Regions from separate parts of the Sus scrofa genome. Here region 1 is linked to region 2. A link is a contact called in public Hi-C data. All regions are on one chromosome and are shown on one strand. The core of a region is the stretch at or near the end of the contact, and the rest is flanking DNA. Distances in the headings are between cores, read along the strand shown.

Region 1 (5,046 bases), core at 1,680-4,179, 160 kb before region 2:
TAACATCTCATGCTGGGACTACGTGTGGAACGGATTGGACCGAATTCCAAGTCTGAGTGGCAGGAAACCTCTTTTGTTTTGCGTCGTACATTGCCTAACATGAGAAAACGTACTGACAAGGACTTGGCAATCCTGAGGGTTTCTTTGGAGTGACATTTGCCTTAATAAGTGTTGACCTATTTTGTAACAAGCTAGGATGAGCTTTCCCTTTTACCTCCTATTTCAACAAAGTTCTGTGCTTTAAAGGTCCATCTCCAAGGCACTGTCTGTTTTTTTGTTTTTTTGTTTTTTTTTTTTTCATTTCAGAATAAGGTTTACAGAATTATGGCTTCCTCCGCGTTGTCCCATGAGGCTCCCATATACTTCTTCTCTTAGCATCTGGTACGCTGTATCCTTTTGAGTGTGTATTACCTTCCCCTATGATCATCTTCAGTTGCCTCCAGGGGAGGCAGGAATCGTGCTTACTGTTGCTGGGTATAGCTGTGGATCCCCAGTGGCTCTCATTGGCACATAGTATGTACCCAGGAAATGTTTGTGGACTCGAGAAGTCGACTCGAGAGAAATGCACTCAAGAAATGATCACATGAATGGATACCTTGGCATCTGAGCATTCTTAAGGGCATTCCAAGTGGCAGAAGCATCTGTTTGGAAGAAGGGGCACAGGGAGCTGAAGGGACGGAGTGGGGATCAGCTGTATCTGGGACTCAGAGTAGTTTCCTCCGGAAACATGACCGGATACGACTGGATGTGGGGGAGACGATCCACCTGTTCAGTACCTTGGACCTTAGTTGTGCACACGGCCCATACAGTGGGTGGGAATCATGAAAACAACGGGATTCTTCAAATTGGGGAGAGAATGTGTGAACACACATGATTAAAAGTATGAATCAGTTCAGGCTGGAGAGGGGAAGACAAAGCCTCCTGTGTGCCAGACATTGTGTAAGAATGAGGTGGGAGCCTTCCACACACACACACACACACACACACACACACGGCTCGGTTTATTCTGCACAGCCTTCCAGGACAGGCGTCTTTATCTCCAGGGTACAGACAAGGAACCGGAGATTCAGGGCCCGGGTCATTTATGCAGAGTCCATGGCTAGTAAATGTCAGTGCCGGGATTTGAACTTGTGGCCAGGAAAGAGGCCTTGTCTTGTTCGTGGAGGACGGGCAGGCCATGCACAGGCAGGGGGAGAAGGACACTGGGAAGGGCCCCGAGGAGTGGGCCTTCCCTTGCGTATAAATAATACAAATAAACCACCCTCCCTGCCCCCACATGACAAGCTGCTGAACGTGGAGTGTGTCTGACTCTCCCAGCAGGGAGCCTGGTACGGCCAGAACCTCCTATGACACAGACGTGCCTGCACCCCCTGGGCCTGTGGTGCCGTTTGCACTCATGGGCCAGCCAACTGCATGTGGCCTGGAAGTGCTTTTGTGACACAGGCTCCCCATCTTTTATGGCCCTCTCCTAGTTGTATATCCCCATGTGCCTCATCCCCCTCATCCGTGTCCCACATGAAGTCATTTGAAAGGAATAATCATTCTAAAGACTCAGGATAAATAAGGACTAAGAAGACCTGAGCAAGAACAGCCTCCAGCATGCGGGTGGAGGTGGGGGAGGGCCGACTTTCCAGTTCAGAGGCTTGATAAAAAGTGTGGGGAATGCCTGATTGACATCATTATGAAACGTGAAGAGACTGGCATAGCAAATGTTCTGTAGCATCACATGCCCGGGGAAGAAGCCCAGGGACCCACTAGTGCTCACGAGTGTGCACAGTGCTCCGAGCAGGTGCCCCTTTGACCCGCCACGGGGTAGGAGAAAGTGGCTCTATTTCTAGTTACGAGACTTGGTGAGCTGTGACTCAGTCAGTGGGACTTTTATGTAAAGGCTTCTGTTGCCCGTTCATTCCCCCTACAAGCTGGGTGTTCATTCAGCCCAGAGAAGCAAGTTTGGGATGGATCATACCCTAGTGAGCACTAGCATGTCTCACAAGAGAACAGTCTGTGCCTTACGAAATTAGATTCCTATTGCTTGTGGTGCTGGAGGAGATGGGGCAAGTCTGGAGGCTACCTGGAAATGCCCTTCAAAGGTACCATTGTGACACTAGTTTGACTGTTGGATACGATCCTAGACATTTATAATGAAAAGAAATCATTTAAACTTAGGTATTGTTGGAGTTCCTGTCGTGGTGCAGTGGTTAACGAATCCGACTAGGAACCATGAGGTTGCAGATTCGATCCCTGGCCTTGCTCAGTGGGTTGATGATCCGGCGTTGCCGTGAGCTGTGGTGTAGGTCGCAGATGCGGCTCGGATCCCGCATTGCTGTGGCTCTGGCGTAGGCTGGCAGCTACAGCTCCGATGAGACCCCTAGCCTGGGAACCTCCATATGCCATGGGAGCGGCCCAAGAAAAAGGCAAAAAGACAAAAATAAATAAATAAATAAATAAAATACACTTAGGTATTGTTTATTAAATGTTTGAACCACTTTAAAAGGTTTTTTTTAAGTGAAGCCTTTTTACCTAGTAACCAACACCTGTACCTGACTTCTTCAAACCTGTAGCCACATGCCTGGTTGTTCCACAGTTGTTATCGATGTTTATGTACGTGTTCCCATTCTCCTTCTAGCATCGTCTAATATCGAAACAATGTGTGGTGTCATAGGTAGGGCTCTATGGTCCACAGAGCACTTTGCCTACATTACCTCTGCTATTTTTCACGGCTCTGACATTCTGAGGAACTGACCTGCTGTTACTTAAGGTTCTGTTTCTGAATTGAGTTCGGCTCAAGTGTAAGAAACCATAGCAGTCGACACAGACTCGCTTTGGCCTTATCTCTGCTTCCTGCTCGGGCAGGTAAGAGCTGCTACAGGAAGGAACAGTTGCCAAATTGGCCAGGTGTGCCAGTTCATGGCCCAGAAGGGGCAGCTGTCAGTTGAACTTTGCCCATGTTGTCCGGATTTTATCTGATCTCTGGATGTGCTCAGGAGCGGACTCCTGTGGGTGGGAGCCTTAGGATCAAAGACCTGTTCAAAGGCTTCGTGCCTTTCCCTGCAGACGCCTTCTGCCATCCTGGAACAGGTGGGGGTGGGCTTGCAGAGGGGTAGCTCTGGGTCCTTGCCTGAAGAAATGGACTCTCCCAGCATCTCAGAGGGTTGCCCGGTGGCCACCTTTACAGCGACTACAAAGGAGATGTGACCACAAAGGAGATGTGACCGGAACAGCTAGTTTCCCATTCCTACTTGCTGAGCTTCTTGCAGTTGAAGGATTCCCTCCTTAACCCTGAGGCAAGCTCCAGAGGACTGACTCACACCACGGGTTAAATAGGGGCCTTTGACCTCTCGATTCATAACATCTTGACCTTGGTTAGATACCATCTTGACCTTTAGAAAGAACTGTGCCTGGGGCTATGGTTTTATTGATTCTCTTTGCCAACGTAATTGGTGTCTTTCATGACTTTTTTTTGTACCTCACACACCTGAAGTTGAAGGTCATCTCTTTTGTACGGAAAAACATAATCATTTTCCCTGTGGTGTGCCGGTCATGAGGTTCAGGCAGGAAGACTAGTTGACCTGGGTTCTACCCCTAGGTTTTTTTTGCTGATTCGCAAAGACATTTAATTTCTCTCTCCCACTTTTTCTAGATCTGCAAAATAGAAAGGGGAGTTCACGAACATTTATGTGCTACCAGGGGATTTTTTTTTTTTTTTTTTTTTCCTGTGCAAGTGAAAATGAGTATCGATGCAACCACAGGGCTTGCTACCAGCTCCAAGGGGTGTATTTCACTGTCTCTGGAAAGAGACCAGCAGTAATGCCAGAAGCAGGGTGTTTGCCTCTAACCTTACTTTTGACACCTCTTCCCTTCCTATCCTTAAAAACACACGCCACCATTTAAGGGGCCAGGAGCAGACCCACAGCAAAGCCTGTGGCCTGCACATGCCTTCGTAGGCCTTTGGGATTGTGGTGGGGAAACCTTATTCCCTCTCTTGCTTCCTGATACCTTGGCCTTTGGGAGGTGTCTGGAAGGCCAAGTGGCAGAAAAGCAGCACAACCTGCTTGACAAGTCTCGTATAAACAGAGGAAGTCCAGGAAGGCACCTCGTCTGGAATTGCTAAACTCATAGAGGCCAATTGTAGTATGTACAAAGCTCCAGGTCACTACGGCCCCTGAGAGCTCCCAGGAGGCCCACCTGCAGGCAGGACCGGGGGTTCTAGGGACTGAAGGTCCGTCCATCATAGCCCATGGGGAGAGTTGAGTTCAGTGTCTGTGGACCCTGTGGCGAGATGGCACCGTTACCTGGACGGACCACTGGGTGGACATCCGGCAGGGTTCCTGCTCTGCTTCCCATGACCCTTCCTCTCCAGCCCTCTAGCCTCTATCCTACGGGTGCAGAGAATGGTAGCAACAGCTCTCGCCCCTCAAGTACATGGCGGGATGTGTGTGTTTGGTTTGATTTCCCCCTTTTGGTTTGGAGGGTCCAACAGTCCACCCATGGGGTGGAAGTGGACCGAGAGAAAGCCTTTCCCTGGGGCCCTCAGTGGGCTGCCCTTTGCCCTTCCCTAGAGAATGACATTGTAATGTGCAAATCCTGCTTCTAGGAGATTAGAGAGGTGGAAGGATGCCTTTTGCAAATGTGTGTAGAGGGCAGCTTTAAGCTGTTCTTTGAGTGGGGGAACCCAGTGACACGCTCCCCGGTGTATCCCCCTCCTGACTCACATCCTTTCTCCCCATTCTAGGCCAGGTGCCTCCCATGTGTTTGGTGACCCAGAAAAGGGGAAAGCAAGGCTGCCTTTTGTGGCACTGCTCTTTGTGATTGGGAAGTACCGCCTGGGAGAAATGATGTCAGTATGAGGCTTTATGTTAGGGTGACTCTTCCTCTGCTGCAATAAGAGAAGTCAGAAATAAGTCCAGTAACCAGGTTTTTTTTTTTTTTATCATTTTTTAAAAAGTTTTTTATGAACGTATAGTTAATTGACAGGGTTGTGGTGCTGCTGTACAGCAGAGCGATGCAGCCACACCTGTACACACGTCCGTTCTCATTCAGGTTCTT
Region 2 (4,843 bases), core at 840-3,339:
AGCGTGCCGCCGCTGTGCACAGATGGCTTCTGTTTTCCTCCACCCCAGCCAAGCACAAGCAATTGCCCATGGTAAACCCATCACCTCTGTGTATGAACACAGGGTTGGCTGCACTGGATTTATCAGCTTTCTGCTTCTAGATAATGGCTGATCTAGCATTGAGGAGGACAAAAAAATAGAAAAAAACTAAGCTGCAGATAGGCCTCCTGCATGTTGTAAAACCTGTGCTTCTATAAGCAGGGTTTCTCAAGCTTGATGCTCTTGAGATTTGGGCAAGTAATTTTTCTCTTTTTTTTTCCCCCTTTTTAGGGCTCCACTGCTTGCATATGGAGGTTCCCAGGCTAGGGGTTGAATCGGAGCTGTAGCTGCCAGCCTACACCACAGCCACAGCAATGCCAGATCTGAGCCACGTCTTTGACCTACACCACAGCTCAAGGTCCTTAACCCACTGATTGAGGCCAGGGATCGAACCTGCATCCTCATGGATGCTAGTCAGGTTCTTAACCTACTGAGCCACAGCAGGAACTCCAAATAATTCTTTATGCAGAGGTGGGGGGACAGGTGGTTCTTTTGTGCATTGTCAGATTTTTAAAGGCATCCTGGTCTCTGCCCGCTACATGCGCATAGCATCCCCCACCCCAGCTGTAACAATGCAAATTGTCTCCAAACATTGTTCAGGACCCCCGAGGAAGCAAGGCTGCCTCTATTTTAGAACCATTGCTATAAAGCAGAGAAGCAACTTTCTGTTTTTCATGTTACTTACCTGTTTTGTTGCTGAACCCAAAATCAGTGTATTTGTTTCTCACAATAAATTTCAAGCAATGAAACAGGAACACTAGGCCTCTCCTTGTTGGTGATTATATCCACAGAACTCTGGTTTTACAGACCTTCATTTAAAATTCCATTTGGGCAGTTAAAACAACATAAAATTACTTTCTTAGACACTTTCCCAAAATTTAAATTAACCACTGTCATAAAACATTCCCTTGTCAATAACTTGACTTGCCCGCTCAGATTTTTTAAACATCAGTTTTGTCTAGCATGGTGTTTTTGTTTTTTTTTTTTCCATTAGAAACCATGTTGGTTATATGTGAAATGCCCATCTTTTTACAGTCTCTCCACAACAAGCTTGTACAGTGAGTCTCTGGTAAGAGACAGGCGTGGGAGGGAAAATATTTCTCCCTGACCACAGGAAAGGATTTTTCACAATGGCTTTTAACTGTGGAAATCCAGGGTACCTCACCCAGCAGGAAAGAGCGAGAACTCTCTTTCTGCAACTGGAAAATAGCCTTTTACTTGAGCGAAAGCCTTTCTTAAACTTCCTCTTATGTCCACATCATGGACATTTGTTTAAAATTCCCATATTCCCTGATAGAGAAAGACTTTTAGTTTAGGAGAAATTTATCTAAAATTAATTAAGACTTTGGGATATAAATTTTTTTTCATATGCATGTTGAAATGTTTTGTCATGGGATAAACTTTTGCGTAGAGAGTTTGGTGCATGTTACTCTTTAGTATTAAGCAGTTTTATTGATGATCAAAGAGTATTTTATCTGTGTAGACATGATGGATTTTGACAAAGCTGAGAAATTATTGGTGGGCCATGGCACCAACCTCCAGAGGATCTAGGGAACTTAAAAGGATCTGCCTTTTATTTAAATACATCTTAAAAACAATAAGTCATATGGCTTGAACTTCGATTGTTTAAAAAAAAAAAAGGAAAAAAGTTGTATGGTCAGAGAGTTATTTTTAGCATCTGGCATAATTTTTAACTAAAGAAACAAAAAAAATCAATAGCGTTATAAAAGCCAGTTATGCTCTGAATTTGAAACAACTGCTTTATGCCACAAAATTCCTGTCGCTACCTCCGTGAACTGAGTAATGCGGTACATCTTGAATGTCAACATATTTTTATTTCTCAGCTAATGTTAGCTTTGCTGGGTTAGATGTCATTTAAAATGATCAACTGGCAGCTTGTGTGGGGTTACTTTCCCATTTATGAAAGGGAAACGTTTGCAAGATACAAGGTCCTTGCACCTCATACGTAGAATCTGTTCTCTAGTAAACCCCTGACCTTCCTTCACCAACCAAACACAGCTCATTTTCGGTCAATGGTTTACAAAGGTCTCGGTTTGATGTCTCTAAAGAACCAGCAGGGTAGTCCCGCCAGCGCTGGTTAAGCCTTCCTTGGAGAAATGGTCTGGTTTGCATTTCGCCATTTTATGAGAAATAGAATGTATGAGGCAGTAAAAGAGAAGCAACAGAAAACAATAAAAGTGAAAATCCTTATGCAGATGAGGATAGAACATTCCCTTTGACATTTTAGCTCCAAGAAGTCCTAGAGGTGAGGGGACTGCCAATAGATTGCTTACCTTCACATGGGCAAAATCCTTCCTGCAGTCACCCATCCCAGTACTAAGCAGGCCCAACCCTGCTTCGCTTCCAAGATCAGGCAAGATCCAGTGCCTGCAGGGTGGTGTGGCCATCGTCCTTTGGCCATAGACCACGAGTTCTTTCTATGCAACTGCAGAAGACAACCAGATAGGTTTATTATAATTAGGCTTATTATTATACTATTAAAATGAATACACACTCTCAAGAATCACATCCCAAATCCAGATGAATCCAAAAGGTGTCATCAGGAGTTCCCGTTGTGGCTCAGCAATAACGAACCCATCTAATATCCATGAGGATGCAGGTTCAATCTCTGGCATCCCTCAGTGGGTTAAGAATCCAGCATTGCCATGAGCTGTGGTGTAGGTTGCAGACAAGGCTCAGATCCCGTGTTGCTGCAACTGTAGTGCAGATTCCACCCCTAGGCCTGGGAACTTCCATATGCTGAGGGTGTGGCCTTAAAAAGAAAAATAAAGGGGGAGGGGGTGTCATCGAGCATCTTGATGGTAAAAATGATTTGTAACCCTGTCAGGAAACATGGAGAAGTTATTCACAAAGTCATTCACAAACTGCCTTTGCTCCTCCTAGTTGGCTGGTAGTTTGTGTGATAAGATTTGCTTTTGTCAGATGGTTTCCACTTGGAAGAGACTGCGGGAAATTAAAATGTATCTGCCATTTGATGGCAAGGCAAAAAACTGGACAATTAAACTGCAACCCACTTCTCTATTTTCCATCTGTAATAAAAACGATGTAAGACAAGGAGGCAGCAGAGAGGGCGAAAGACACTGCCTACTTCACTGCTTTGCCTAGAGTCATCCTCTTAGAAGCGCCTTATAAATGAGCTCAGTGATTCTCAGTCTGCAGTAGTGTGGCAGACTTCTCAAGGTACTTGCAGATGCTGTGCCTTGTCCCCTCTGCTGTCTTTTGCTCTTCAGCACCCCCTCTGGTGATCAAGAGCACAGCAGCAGGCTGGGGTGGTTATGCAAAGGGCAGGCCAGCTCCTGCTTCTGTGAGAGTGGGATTCAAACTCCAGGAGGACCAATCATCGTTTGAAGGAGACCACCACCACTGGTCTTTTTCTGAAACACAAGAAATCACATCCCATTCATTTTTCAACACAGATAATCAGGGGGGGAAAGGATACAGTAAGGGATCCTAAAGATTTATGGTCATTTTAAATTTAAGGCTAATTCCTTCAAAGATTAAGAAAATGCCAGTCCTGTCCACCGTTCAGAGAGAAAGCTGGATTTCTCATAGGACACACTAAACAGGGTTAAACTGTGCTCTGGCAAGTCCTAAGATTTTATAGATATACACCTCTTACCTAGCTTCTCTGAGACTAGAAAGCGCATCGTGACGTGTGACGCCAGCATCGTCACCCATGAGCTATGCCCTTTGAGCAAATGGCCAAACCCTCTAAGCCCCAGCTTCCTCATCCATAAAATAATTATAGCCACAGCTCCGGCCTCACCAGGTGGCAGAAGGGTCAGATGCAGTTGTGCTGGTGGGACACAGCACAGTGCCTGCAAATAGCACCCAATCAATGCCGTCAGTGTTTTCATTCGTTTCTCACATCATCCCTTTACAATAACCCCATAAAGACTAAGTGTGGGAGTTCCTCTTTGCTAAAGGAGGAAACAGACCCTCAGGAAGATTTGAGAAACTTGCCCCAGGTGACCTGCCTCAATTCCCCTTGTAAACAGGCACCAAAGGAGAGGGTGTTTCCTTCTCTGGGAGGTGAATGCAGTGACGCTAAGACAGTCCGAGTAGGGACTACACATTCCCTGCCCAGGTCGGCCGGCCTCACCCAACATAAGGAAGTCAGCACATTGCGGTGCCAGAGCCCCAGCATTCAAATCCCAGTGACTTCGGGCATTAAGGATTAGAAAGGATGCAGCACGTAGAGTGAGGCGTAGAAAGAATGCTTGTGGAGTTCCTGTAGTGGCTCAGCGGTAACCTAACTCACATCCATGAGGTTGCAGGTTCCATCCCTGGCCTTGCTCAATGGGCTAAGGACGCAGCGTTGCCATGAGCTCTGAGGTAGGTCACAGATGCAGCTCGGATCCCACGTTGCTGTGGCTGTGGCGTAGGCCGGCAGCTGTAGTTCTCTTTTGACCCCTAGCCTGGGAACTTCCACATGCCACAGGTGCAGCCCTAAAAAAGAAAAAATAAAATGCTTGTAAAGTGCAGAATATGTACACAGGTGGTCAGCATTTAATCACTATGACCAGCCATGCTATCACTGTTGCTTCTGGTACCTATCAAAGCTCCCAGAAGCAACAGTGAACTGAACTCCTGGGATCCAGGCTGCATTAATTAGACCTAGAAAGTCCACACCCGTCTCCATCTTCTGTCCAGGTAATGCACATGCAAGCCACAGTCCATGATGACACGAATCCAGAAAGCACTAGAGAAGTCTGTGGCTTCTCTCTGAATTTTCCAACCCATG

Evidence for each region. Hi-C and Micro-C count contacts between places; a contact is called where the count stands out from the background.
Region 1: a Hi-C map of liver shows a contact between it and region 2, with 3 times the contacts expected there. A contact is called at or near these places in 1 of 47 Hi-C or Micro-C datasets (liver) and 1 of 2 datasets of targeted methods (alveolar macrophages).

The regions. Positions count from the first base shown.
Region 1 is chr5:60,692,719-60,697,764 of Sscrofa11.1, reverse strand. All of the region lies in intron 1 of ETV6 (transcription factor ETV6), which reads left to right. Among named protein-coding and RNA genes, the nearest start is that of ETV6, 82 kb to the left of the region's middle.
Region 2 is chr5:60,534,972-60,539,814 of Sscrofa11.1, reverse strand. The region is part of intron 5 of ETV6 (transcription factor ETV6); the gene reads left to right. Among named protein-coding and RNA genes, the nearest start is that of BCL2L14, 180 kb to the right of the region's middle.